Linked DNA regions of Capra hircus: region 2 is linked to region 1. Evidence: chromatin contacts called from public Hi-C data. All regions are on one chromosome and are shown on one strand. Each heading gives the region's core, a stretch centred on a gene start, on an enhancer-like site or on the middle of the called end of the contact. The rest is flanking DNA. Distances are from core to core; before and after follow the strand shown. Region 1 holds the start of CXCR4 (C-X-C chemokine receptor type 4). Region 2 has its middle 190 kb from the start of TRNAT-AGU.

Region 1 (6,218 bases), core at 247-2,746:
CGAAGAAATGATTCCCAGTCTACACATTGTCTCGGGAATATCTCCAGATTGCAAGATTTTCTCTGGAAGAAAAGAAAGTGGTGCTTAGGGTCTAGTCTGGGCAAGCCTTTTTCTGGCGACGGTCCCAGGGTGGGAGGTGTCTGAGGCCCTCCTGGTAACGCAACCACTGCTCCCGCCAGTCGCCGCAGAAACTCACACCTCGGTCCCCGCTGTCACTCACTCCTGCAGTCACCCTCGCCTGCCTCACTATTTACCGGCCCCGCCCCTCACTTGGTCCCCTCCCCATCCAGGCTCTGCGTGCGGGCGGGAGGGAAGTGGCGCGAGACTGGAAAGCACTGTCTGAGCGACCACTGCAAACCCCAGCCGTCTGAGACACCTTTAAGCGTCCAGCCCCCACTCTTATTCCACCCTGCCCAGCTCTCCAACCGAATTTCTTACTGTTGCCAACGCTTGTTCTCCACATTAGGTTGGACAGCGGATGTGAGGCCAGTAGATCTGGGTTTGAGTCAGGCTTGTCATCTCCGGGCAACCCTGGAATTTCATGTCTGCGGATCTGCTTCTTGTTTCCTCCGCATGGGGGCCTTGTCAGGTTCACCGCTGTTTCCCCAGCTCCTAGAGCAGTGCGTGGCATGCAGTCAGCCCTCACTAAATTATCTGTTGACTAAATGCATCTCTGTAATGATAACACCTACAGGGTGTTGTGAGAATGAATGAATCTGTGCAGCTACCTGGTGACATGTTAGGGAAGTACTCTTCGCTGAGTATCTCTTATAACACAGCACAACTCTTTTAAAAGCACTATTCACGAACTGGTTACCTGGGAACACACATCTACTTCTCTATCACAATCTCCCTCCAGAATTATGCCAAATCATCCGACCTTCGTCTGAAAATGTTTTCTGATTGTCGACACCTGACTCTAGCACTATTACGGTGGATGTGCATGTCTAGTTATATATAGTTGTGCTCTGAAGAAAGAATCTTTACTTGTTTCATTTTCTGAATGAACTGCATCTGCTCAAAGAGCAGGGAATGGACTCAAGATATTGGACCCACTGCTAGCATTGCCGCCTACTGGTCGGGTTTCTCCGGCAAGTCACTTCCCCTCTCTGGACCTCAGTGTCTTCATCTGTAGCTTTCCCGGGTCAGCAATACCACCCACGTGAGCAAGGACAGACGCGCCACACAGGGCGCGTCAATCGCCCGCGCTTTCCACCTCCTCCAAGCGCATCCTGCTTTCCCAACTTGGGACACGCCTCCAGGATGAGCTTCCCAGCTTAAGACTCACGAGGTGACCGCGAGGTAGAGCTAAAGGTAACCGCTGAGGGCCTCCCAGGCTTACGCTGCCAGAGTGCCTACCCCTCCGCCCCTCCCTCGCGTCCCCCGCCCCCGCGTCTGCCCCTCTCCTCCACCCCGCCTTTCTCCCCGCCCTGCCCTCCCGCCCACCGGCACGGCGCATGCGCCGCCCGCGGAGCGTGTTTTTATAAAAGTCCAGCTTCGGCCAGAAACTTCAGTGTGTTGGCTGTGGCAGCAGGTAGCAAAGTGACCCTGAGGACTTGAGTAGCCGGTAGCCCCCGCGGCTGGAGAGCAAGCGGTTACCATGGAAGGGATCCGTGTAAGTCCAGTTTCAACCTGTTTTTACTTAAACGTGCAAACACCTGAATTTATAGCGCAACCGCTCTCTGAGTGGGCCGGAGCAACCAGACTATTGCAGGTGCCAGTGCCCCGGAGAAAGGGTGTAGAAAGGAGATTTCGTGCGCTTGGCTACAGGAGGGGTGAGGCATGCTGGACTGAAATCTTTTTCTAAGTAGAAGGAGAAAAGATTGGGACGACCGTTTCAATGGTTGCGTGTATCTCCCCCTGAGTTCTGCGGCGCGCGCCGGTTTTGCACGCTGTTTGCAAACAGAAGAACACTGTGGAAAAGTGCAGAGATGTGTGCTCTGCCAGAGACCGTGGGTCTCTTCCTCGAGGGAGCGGGGGTTTCTTTTGGAGCAGATAACACGATCTGAATTTGCAGGTGGAGGGCGGTACTCCCGGGCAGAGTTACCAGAGGCGTTGGGCGCGTGTTCACTAAACTCCGCTACCCGCGGAGTTGTGCCAATGGCTGGGCACTTGTCGCTCAGTTGAGCTGTCTGCGCGTTGGTCGCAGCAGGGAGGTACCGGGAACAGCCCGCGCGCCTTGGGATCGAGGGAGAGACTTCGCGGGCGTCGCCAGCGCCGCGAGTGGGCTCCTGGGTTCTGGAGTTTTGGGGTCGTGCAGAAGTTAAAGGAGTATAAATGGTCACAGGGCAGCAGCACCCCGAGGTGTGCGCGGCGGGGACTGGGGGTGGAATGAGGGGCTGGAAGGGCACCTGGGCCGCCGGTGGTTGCGGTGCAGACAGGCAGGTGCAAGTGGAAGACGGTTTGCCTCTCACCGCGCCCAGTAGCGCCATTCAACCGTCGGTGGTTTCCTGGAACCTTTTGAAAACCCCTTACTAGGGAGGCTTTTCGTTTCCCCCAGCGGCGGGCGATTCAAAGGCTCCCGCGGCGGAGACGCCCAACCTCTCCCCAGCACCCAGTAGTACTTGCCCCTGGCGTGCGGCGGGGCCAAACCGCTGCAACCGCAGTGGGCGGCCGGCAGGCGTGGGCTTGGTGGACAGCCGGGAGTGACGGAGCTGGACCACCCTGTCCCCAGCGTGCCCTCCGCCCGGAGGCTTCCCACTACAGACCTCCCACCTCTTTTACTGCATCCTTGGCGGCATGGGAAGCGACTTGGGAGAGTGAGGAAATGAAACTTGGGGCGAGGACCACGGGTGTAGACCCCGTGACTTTCCCCTCCCATTAAAATTCTGTGCTCGCTAACGTCCCAAACGCGCCAAGTGATAAACAGGGGTTTGGCAAAGAAACAAACGCCCCTGAAGAGCGCCCATGAGCGGGCGTCGGGGCGGTTACCCACTTCTGACAATCCTGCCCCCAAGCACCAAAGCCCTTCATTCAAGGCCGCATTCTCCTTCCTCACTACGTGTTGCTTGAAGTGCAGAATGATAAGTGTTTAGACAGTCGTGGAGAAAACAGTGTTTTATGCCTTAGAATAAGAATCTTTGAGACACTCCGCCCTTTCACACACACACCCCCCAGTGCTTCTTGCTCCCGGCTTCCCTATCCTGGCGAATCTTCGTTGAGAAAGTTAATCCCAGCCCCTCAGAACACGAGATTCTTCCCCCACTCCCACCCACGCTCCCACGCCGCCTTTGTGTTTTGTTTTGTTTTTTTGCCCCGGAGGTTTTTTCTTCTCTCCAGTGGGCGGGGCAAAAGAGTTAGCGAGGATGTAACTTAGGAAACCGAAGAATCTCATCGCCGTTTTGTTTTAAACAAAGAGTTTTGTAATTGGTTCTCCTAAAGAGGGATGTAATGAAGTGACTTGTGGGGGAAGATGGGAGGAGATCCGCAGGAGTCTAGAATTCCCTTATGCTTTTTACCCTGGTACTTTAGTGAGAGCAGAATTTCCTGAAGAAAGCTGGACTGAGTTGGTTTTTACAAATTGCTTTTTTTAAATACCAGAAACATTGTTTTGAACTTGGAGAATACCTGCTGAACTTGAAAGTGAATGTCTATTCCCTTGCCTGTTTTTCAGATATTCACTTCCGATAATTACACCGAGGATGACTTGGGCTCAGGTGACTATGATTCCATGAAGGAACCCTGCTTCCGGGAGGAAAATGCCCATTTCAACCGGATCTTCCTGCCCACTGTCTACTCCATCATCTTCCTAACTGGCATAGTGGGCAACGGATTGGTCATTCTGGTCATGGGTTACCAGAAGAAACTAAGGAGCATGACGGACAAGTACAGACTGCACCTGTCTGTGGCGGACCTCCTCTTTGTCCTCACACTTCCCTTCTGGGCGGTTGATGCTGTGGCAAACTGGTACTTTGGGCAGTTCCTCTGCAAGGCAGTCCATGTCATCTACACCGTCAACCTCTACAGCAGTGTCCTCATCCTGGCCTTCATCAGTCTGGACCGGTACCTGGCTATCGTCCATGCCACCAACAGTCAGAGGCCAAGGAAGCTGCTGGCTGAAAAGGTGGTCTATGTTGGTGTCTGGCTACCCGCTGTCCTGTTGACTATTCCTGATCTCATCTTTGCCGACATCAAGGAAGCGGATGAGAGGTACATCTGTGATCGCTTCTATCCCAGTGACCTGTGGCTAGTGGTGTTTCAGTTTCAGCACATCGTGGTCGGCCTTCTCCTGCCTGGTATCGTCATCCTGTCCTGCTACTGCATTATCATCTCCAAGCTGTCCCACTCCAAGGGCTACCAGAAGCGCAAGGCCCTCAAGACCACAGTCATCCTCATCCTGACTTTCTTCGCCTGCTGGCTGCCCTACTACATTGGGATCAGCATCGACTCCTTCATCCTTCTGGAAATCATCCAGCAAGGGTGTGAGTTTGAGAGCACTGTGCACAAGTGGATTTCCATCACCGAGGCCCTAGCTTTTTTCCACTGCTGCCTGAATCCCATCCTCTATGCCTTCCTTGGGGCCAAATTTAAAACCTCTGCCCAGCATGCACTCACCTCTGTGAGCAGAGGGTCCAGCCTGAAGATCCTCTCCAAGGGCAAGCGAGGTGGACATTCTTCTGTCTCAACCGAGTCTGAATCTTCCAGTTTTCACTCCAGCTAACACTGGACTTTTATACATTAAAGAACTTTTTTTTGAAGTTACACATGTTTTCAGATGTAAAAGACTGACCGACACTGTACAGTTTTTATTGACTGTTGGATTTTTTTCTTGTGTTTGTTTAGTTTTTGTGAGGTTTAATTGACTTATTTATATAAATATTTTGTTTCATGTTGATAAGCGTCTAGGCAGGACCTGTGGCCAAGTTTTGAGTTGCTGTATGTCACTGTAGGACCGTAGAAAAGGGAACTGAACATCCCAGTGCGTATAGTGGAATCACTTAGGCTAGAAATGGTTCTCAGCTGTTTGTAAATAAATGATCTCTCCATTCCAGTGGAACATTTTCTTTTTCCTGTTCTTAAATTCTTTGGTTACACCATGTGATTTTGCTGTAGAAGATGGCATTTATAGCCAAAGCCTGAAGTGATATGGAAATGCTGGTTTTTCAGTTTTCAGAAGTGGATTGATTTCCACACCTACAATGTACAGCCTTGTATTAAGTTGTTAATAAAACTACATGATAAACCTAGTTAATGTTATGTTCTGATTTCTGTTGACATTCCTTTGGCTGGCAGAAGTCAAAAATAACAATAATAGATACATGTATATCATGTCAGAGCTGTCCTAGGTGTTTAGTTGTCATATTTTACTTAATGCTTATCACAACCCTGCTGCTACTGCTAAGTCACTTCAGTCGTGTCCGACTCTGTGCGACCCCAGAGACGGCAGCCCAACAGGCTTCCCCGTCCCTGGGATTCTCCAGGCAAGAGCACTAGAGTGGGTTGCCATTTCCTTCTCCATCACAACTCTGCTAGACTCTAACATTTTTTAGAGCATGAAACCAAGCTACTGAAAGCCTAAGTGACTTGGTCAAAGTATAGTAAGTAAGAGCAACAAATATTTCAAACCAGGCAATGTGACTTCAGCAACTCTTAATTCATGCAACTTTAGAAATATCCAACCAGTTCATATTCCTATGAAAGATAATATTCCTGAAGGATAGATGTACATAAAAAAGGAAAGGTATGCAATCCCGCATCTTAGATTTGACTAGTATCCTCGCCTTGTGTACTCCAGATCTGTGCCAGCCAGGCATTGTATGCTCTTCTCACCTACTCCTCCCAATCTGGATCTTATCACATCCTTTTGACAGGTGAGGAAACTGAGGTTTAGAGACTTGCCATAACATGTACTTTCAAGGGGGCACATCAGGAGCTGACTCCATTCATCCTTCCAGCCCTTGCTCTTAACCATTACCCACTGTTGTCCCCCAGAACACCTGGTCATAAGGCAACTGAACTGTTATTGAAAATAAAGCCAAAAGTGAATGTTTTCTTCATAAAATTAACCGTGCCTAAAATACCCCTCTTGCAATATCTTCTATGCAAATCTCAACACTTATTCTTAATCTATTGCAACATCTAGCACCTCAAGGGTTCAGCCAAGCAGATAAAAGTTAAATTGGTGTTTTCAGAGCTCAGAAGAAAGGTCCACTGAAGCAAGCTCCCCATTGCCCACATTTTGCACAAGATTCTGGAGTCTTACGTAACAACACCCAAAG
Region 2 (6,247 bases), core at 3,653-6,152, 250 kb before region 1:
TTTAGCAATTATTTGTTGAATGAAACAATGAACTGTCCCCAGTGAGAGCAATCATGTGGTAAGCACCCAGCTAAGAATTTGACAAAGCTGCGCTTCACTCCCCAGAGTTGAAACTCTGGACCTTCTTAGGTGGAAAGGTGTGGGGCTGCCTATGTCATCCTCTCTGGACTCTCAGTCTGGGCCTAGCCTCTTAAAAGCCTAGAAGAGCAATTTGGAACAGCTGTCAAGTTGAAATTCTGACACCTGAAGAGCATCTCCTCTAGGTGATTGAGTCCCAGTGTTTCACTGCATCCCCTAGAATAAGTCCCATACTTGATCTGGGTATAGACCAGGTACCCAGCTGAACAGCAGCATTCAGAGCTGTCAACATGAGTAATGTACCCACAGTGGGATCTGCGCAGGGCAGTCAAAGGAAATGGTTATCTAGAGCTGTCTAGCAACTTGACCTGATGGCCCGATGCCTAATCAAATGTCTACAACAGATTACAGCACAGGTCAGTTCACTCAGCTACTCTGCCCAACTCCCCCATCTGGTCATGGGCGCTGACCAAGGAGCTTTCACAGTAAGTGATTTTCCTGAGGATTTTCAGGAAAAGAATTTCTGATGGTGATGGAATTTTCTTCAAATGCACAGTAGGAAAATCCCCTTAAGGACTAGCGCATTCCTGGCAGGTCACTTTATGTTTTCTTTGATGATTCTGGAAGGCCTTTAAATTATAAACAAGTGTTCCGATGTAGTGATTTGTGGTATATAGTGGGCAAGAACTGACTAAATGGGCTAGAAGGGGACATGGAGCAAGCCACAGAGTCCTCGGGGGGCCAAGGTCTGCCTGGACCATGTCTGCTGCAGGAGACCCCACCTCAGGAAGAGTCCCACTCCTCCTCCCCATCCTCCTCTCCTGCTCATCCAGGGTTGCTCAGAGGATCAAGGGATGATGGCCACAAAGCTGCTGTGAGGGTAAGCCCACCATCAGCCTCTGTGCAGTCTTGCATTCCCCAATGATTGATTTTGAGGGTCTTTCTAAGTGAAAAAGAAAACACAGGCAGACAAAACCTCCCAGCACAGAACCAAGCTGTCACCCACTCAATAACTGTTGTGTCAAACTTCTGCTGCAGTGAGCCAGGTCTGCCGCAGTTATTTGCAAAGTGGGGCTTGCCAGATACTATCCCTTCCACCGTGGTTTTGCTATTGTGTCATGACCCACAGATGATCAGCCTGAAAGGATGGTACAGTTAATCAAGGATACCCGGACACAGACTGAGAAAGTCTGTACTGTTGGGCTGCCAGTGTGGTCATCTCCAGCTGGCCTTGGGTGTCTCAATCGGTTTTAGCCAAAGAAAAATAGAACCCAGGAGTACTGAAGCACCATTGTTTATATTATCTCTCCTTATTTTTAAGGTGCTGCGGTTACGGTAACATGTGGCACCACCGTGAAATTGATCTGAGGTCGACTCCCAGAGAACACAGGGCTTTTGTTACTCAAGGGACTTATGCCAACAGCAATGTGACATCTGTGTATTGATCAATATCAAAGGCATCCCTCCCGGGATGAGAGGACAAGGGATCGTTTGAATTATCTCCTTTCCAGCCTTTGTCCATCTGTACTTCCTGAAAGCTCACAGAGCCAAGAAGAGGAGCACCCAATAATGGTTTGGAGTGGGGGAATCACAATGACTGCTGTTTACACAGCATAATAACACAGCTTCAGCTTCAAGGAAGAGTGCCCCTTGCTGGCTCACGACAGCCAAGCAAAGGAAGCAAAGAAAGAGAAACGCTTGTATGAGGCAGAGGGCCCCTAGTTCTAGTTTAGTCATTTGTCCCAGTGATTTATAGAGGGGCTGTTCCTACAGCATTTTCACTCCAATAATGAGTCATTTATGGCAGATTCCACAATGCTTGCTGCCATAATGCCCGGCAAGAAGACCCGTGGAACACTTTCTCCCACAGAAGATTTCCCTCCACATCTGGAATGCTAAAACCCTGAGACGTTCAGGTGTCCTTCCCAGGGGCACAGGCTCCAGCCATGAATTGTAGTGGGTCAGCCTGACCACCAGAGGGTGCCCTGTGGTCACTTTTCCCTCTCCTTCAGCTCTAGCTTGGCATCCCTCCTGAGTCTGGACAGAACCAAACGTCAAGTGCATCACATAAATTAATACTAATGGTTTTTTGTATTTTGTTTTCTTAAGAATGTCTCTTGGGATGATGTCTGACTCTCACCATACATAATTATTTTCTTTTGGCAATGCCGTTTGACCCATGCTATTGTGTACCCTAACCAAGGAATAATTCTCTGAACATTGTGCTTTCACGACGACAGCTGCTCGTTTCGTAAACCACTTATTTCAAAACAGTACACTGTTCAAATCTCTGTGACTCCAGGATGCCAGAGAACAAGGACAGAAGTGACCCTCTTCAGCTAAATCAGGGCTCATAGCTCTGACATGACGGTCATTGCTACGGGTTTTCCATCCCAAAGGTCTGATCCCCACCGATATCCTATCTGCTCTTCTATCACAGGCCTTTCCAGGCATCTTCCTCTAATGGGAAGATAATGATGCCTAGCACCATGGGTCACAGAGAGCTTTCAGCTATGTTAAGGGAATGAACAGGTTTCATCATTCCTGCAACAAAAATCTCCATTTACAAGCTGGGTGTAATTCCCTTGGTCTATGGCATGGACCTGAGTTTTCTCCGTGTAAAACTTACTGGTCCATCAGAATGGATGACAGTTTCCCTTCTTTTCTCAGCCATCATTTTCCTCTCTGATCTCTCTCTGGAGCCTCCCAAGTCACAACACCAATCAGTGGGCAGTGCGCTCATATGTAATTCTTTCTGGGTTTCAACATATTTTCATTGCATTATCACACTGGCATCTCATAATAATACAAAGTGGAGGTGAAGTGAGAGAGTACTCATGAACTTTTTCAGTTCTCCGAAGCAACATCAGTTGGTTTGTTCTGTATTCCCATATTGTATATCCCTTTATGATAAATATGTTCACGCTGTTGTCATTGTTTATTTACCAGGTTCTACCACTGAGCACTTCCCTAAGGCAGGGACCAGATCTATCTGGCATGCATATTAAGTTGCTTCAGTCATGTTCCACTCTTTGTGACCCCGTGGACTGTGGCCTCGGGACAGCCTCCTCTGTCCATGGGATTCTCCAGGCAAGAATAGTGGAGTGGGTTGCCATGCCCTCCTCCAGGGGATCTTTCCCACCCAGGGACTGAGCCCGAATCTCCTATGTTTCCTGCATTGGCAGGTGGGTTCTTTACCTCTAGTGCCACCTGGGATCTATCTTACCGCCTTTCTATCTCCAAAGCTTTGCACAGTACTTGACATACAATTAGTACTGAATAAATGTTCATTTGAAATATGACACTCATTTGACAATTAAGGTTATCAGTCTCCCAGGCGGGGCAAGTGTACCACACGCCATATCCACTGCCTGAAATGAGTAATGGAAGAACCTGCGTTAGCACACGGGTCCAACTAGAGGAATAAACAGTCAGTGGGAAAATATGCATTGGATACTGACTTTAGAACAAGCATCCTGATAAATGCAGAAGATTTATTAAAGAGACATGATCAAAGACCTAGATTTCCATCCAGTGATTAGAGTGGTCCTTTAACTTCTGTGGATTTCAGCTTTAACTTATTCAGGATGAGCAGTCTGGAGCATAAGCTCTATAAAGGCTCACACAGATGTATCCACATATCTGGCTTTTTCAATGGCCCATCAATATTCTTTTATTATTATTATTTTGGCCCACTGTGGGGCATGTGGGGTCTTAGTTTCCCAACCAGGGACTGCAGCTGCGTCCTCTGCATTGCAAGGCAGATTCTTAACCACTGGACCACCAGGAAAGCCCTCCCTCAGCAATATTCTTTTTGGGCAGATGCTACATGTACATTTGCACACAGATGAACAGACACAGGTGTCACCGGTGTAACAAGACAACATGTCATATCGCCAAGAGGAATCAAGGTGGAACGAGCAGTCCAGACACCTTGAGAAATGTCTAGGAGACGAGAGCTCAGGGAGCAGAAGGCTGCACACAAACCGGACTAGCGTGTGAGTCAGGAGTGACTGAGGAGGGAGGTAAATGAATCGAGAGGGAAGTCCATTGAGTGTGTATTGAGGACAGACAATAGTATCAGGAAGCAGGGAATGGCTTTTCCCACAGTAAATGCCTGTCTGTGAAAAGAAGATTTATGTTTAAAAAAAAAAAAAAAGCTGCCTCCACTTCTGTTCAATATCTCTCATCTGAACTCACTCCCATTTCATTTCTTTCTGCTTGTACACTAAGTTGCTTCAGTCGTGTCTGCGTCTTTGCGACCCTATGGACTGTAGCCCACTAGACTCGAGTGTCCGCAGGAGTCTCCAGGCAAGAATACTGGAGTGGGTCGCCATGCCCTCCTCCAGGGGATCTTCCCAACCCAGGGATCAAACCCCTGTTTCTTGCATCTCCTACATTGGCAGGCAGGTTCTTTACCACTAGCGCCACCTGCTGCTGAACCTCAAATCTAGATGAGGTTTTACCCCGCTGTACAGTCTCATACCATTCTGAACTTTTACTTTATGGCAAAAATCTCAGTTACACCCGTATGGAGGGTATTGTTTGTCTGTTGCCTTTTTTCCTACGAGATTAAGAGGTCTCTGAAAGCAAGACTTGACCTATTTGTTCATTGTTGAATCCCCCTCAAACCTAGAATATAGTTAAGTACTTATAATAAATGTGCAATTAATAAATGAAAATTAGCCAAATTTGGAAAGTGGGTCCCTGTCTAAATGGCAGGGCTGCTTTGTAGGCCCCAGTTGCTGTGGCTGAGCTTATCCCCAAGTCAAGTGAGGACATTACTGACAGGTGCAAACACAGCCTGCCCTGCAAACCTGGACCTGGACCAGCAGCTGGAGAAACACTACCAAGGAGTTTCATCAGCAGCCGGTCTCTGGCTGCTCACCACATGCCCTCCCCGTTTCCTCTCAGCCCAAACAGAAGATTACACTCCCTTCCAAACAAACTTCTGATGAGCTTCAGACCCCTCCCAGCCCTCCTCAGATGCACTAAATCAAGCATCCTGCCTCCAACCCATCCTGTAGTGAATGACATTGTCTGCACACACCCAAAACCCCCACCTGCGCAAGTGGATGCGTGCATCTCAGTCATGTCTGACTCTCTGTGGCCCCGTGGACTGTAGCCCACCAGATTCCCCAGCCCATGGAATCTTCCAGGCAAGAATACTGTAGTGGGTTGCCATTTCCTATTCAAGGGGATCTTCATGACCCAGGGATCAAAGTCATGTCTCCTGCATTGGCAGGTGGCTTCTTTACCACCGAGTCACCTGAGAAGCCCTGCACATCCCTGGAGCAATTTGTTTTTAAAAGAGCTGAAGCAACTCATTCTCAGAAAGCAGAGGTGACCTTGTGAAGGTCACACAGCTAAAAACTCATACAACGGAGCAGAAAAAAGCAAAGCTCTTTATCATCACATGAGTTACTATGCAGTGCTCACCATCAACCAGTCATTTTGCTAAAGGCTTCCTTATTTCGATCCTGTGAATCCTTACAATACCCTGTGAGATACATCTATCATCAATCCAAATTTATAGTAAGACCAGAGTCACAGATTTGTTACATCTCCAGCCCAAAGTCGTTCAGCTTGAAGTCAAAGCTCTGGATTCTGCTGTTAGTTATTCAGTCAGGTCTGACTTTGTGACCTCCTGGACTACAGCCCTCCAGGCTCCTCAGTCCATGGGATTCTCCAGTCAAGAATAATGGAGTGGGTTGCCATTCCCTTCTCCAGGGGATCTTCCTGACCCAGGGATCCAACCCCAGTCTCCCACACTGCAGGCAGATTCTTTACCATCTGAGCCACCAGTGGCTCCTAACTCAGGCTCCTAAATCCTGGATTCTAACTCAGGACCAAATCTGACCCCATGGCCTAAACTCTTTCCCCTGCATATTCGTCACACAGATACTGAGATGACATCTTCCCTAGCTTCTCACTCACTCACTCAGTTACAAACTCCTTAAGCAATGGGGCTACATTGTAGGAAAAGTGCCCCGTGATAAAAAGTGTTTGATGGGAGGATTCATGCATAGGGGTCTTTCTTCAGAAAAATTACAAATCCAGTCTCCAGTGTCCCATATCCACTCTTCCCATTTTTTCCAGACATGGCCTCTCTTTCTTGCTCTCCCATTCACATCAGAGACTGGACCTTTGATGCCTCTGCAGAGGCCTC

Evidence for each region. Hi-C and Micro-C count contacts between places; a contact is called where the count stands out from the background.
Region 2: a Hi-C map of blood shows a contact between it and region 1, with 4 times the contacts expected there. The contact joins the enhancer-like site here to the promoter of CXCR4 in region 1. A contact is called at or near these places in 2 of 5 Hi-C or Micro-C datasets (both in blood).

The regions. Positions count from the first base shown.
Region 1 is chr2:74,975,667-74,981,884 of ARS1.2, reverse strand. It overlaps CXCR4 (C-X-C chemokine receptor type 4), which reads left to right and starts at 1,496. Exons shown (of 2, transcript XM_005676186.2): 1 at 1,496-1,615; 2 at 3,614-5,186. The coding sequence starts at 1,601. The coding sequence ends at 4,660.
Region 2 is chr2:75,228,251-75,234,497 of ARS1.2, reverse strand. No RefSeq gene overlaps it. Among named protein-coding and RNA genes, the nearest start is that of TRNAT-AGU, 190 kb to the left of the region's middle. Within about 2 kb of position 4,902, at least 2 of the 5 cell types and tissues checked have an H3K27ac peak or open chromatin away from gene starts, as enhancers often do.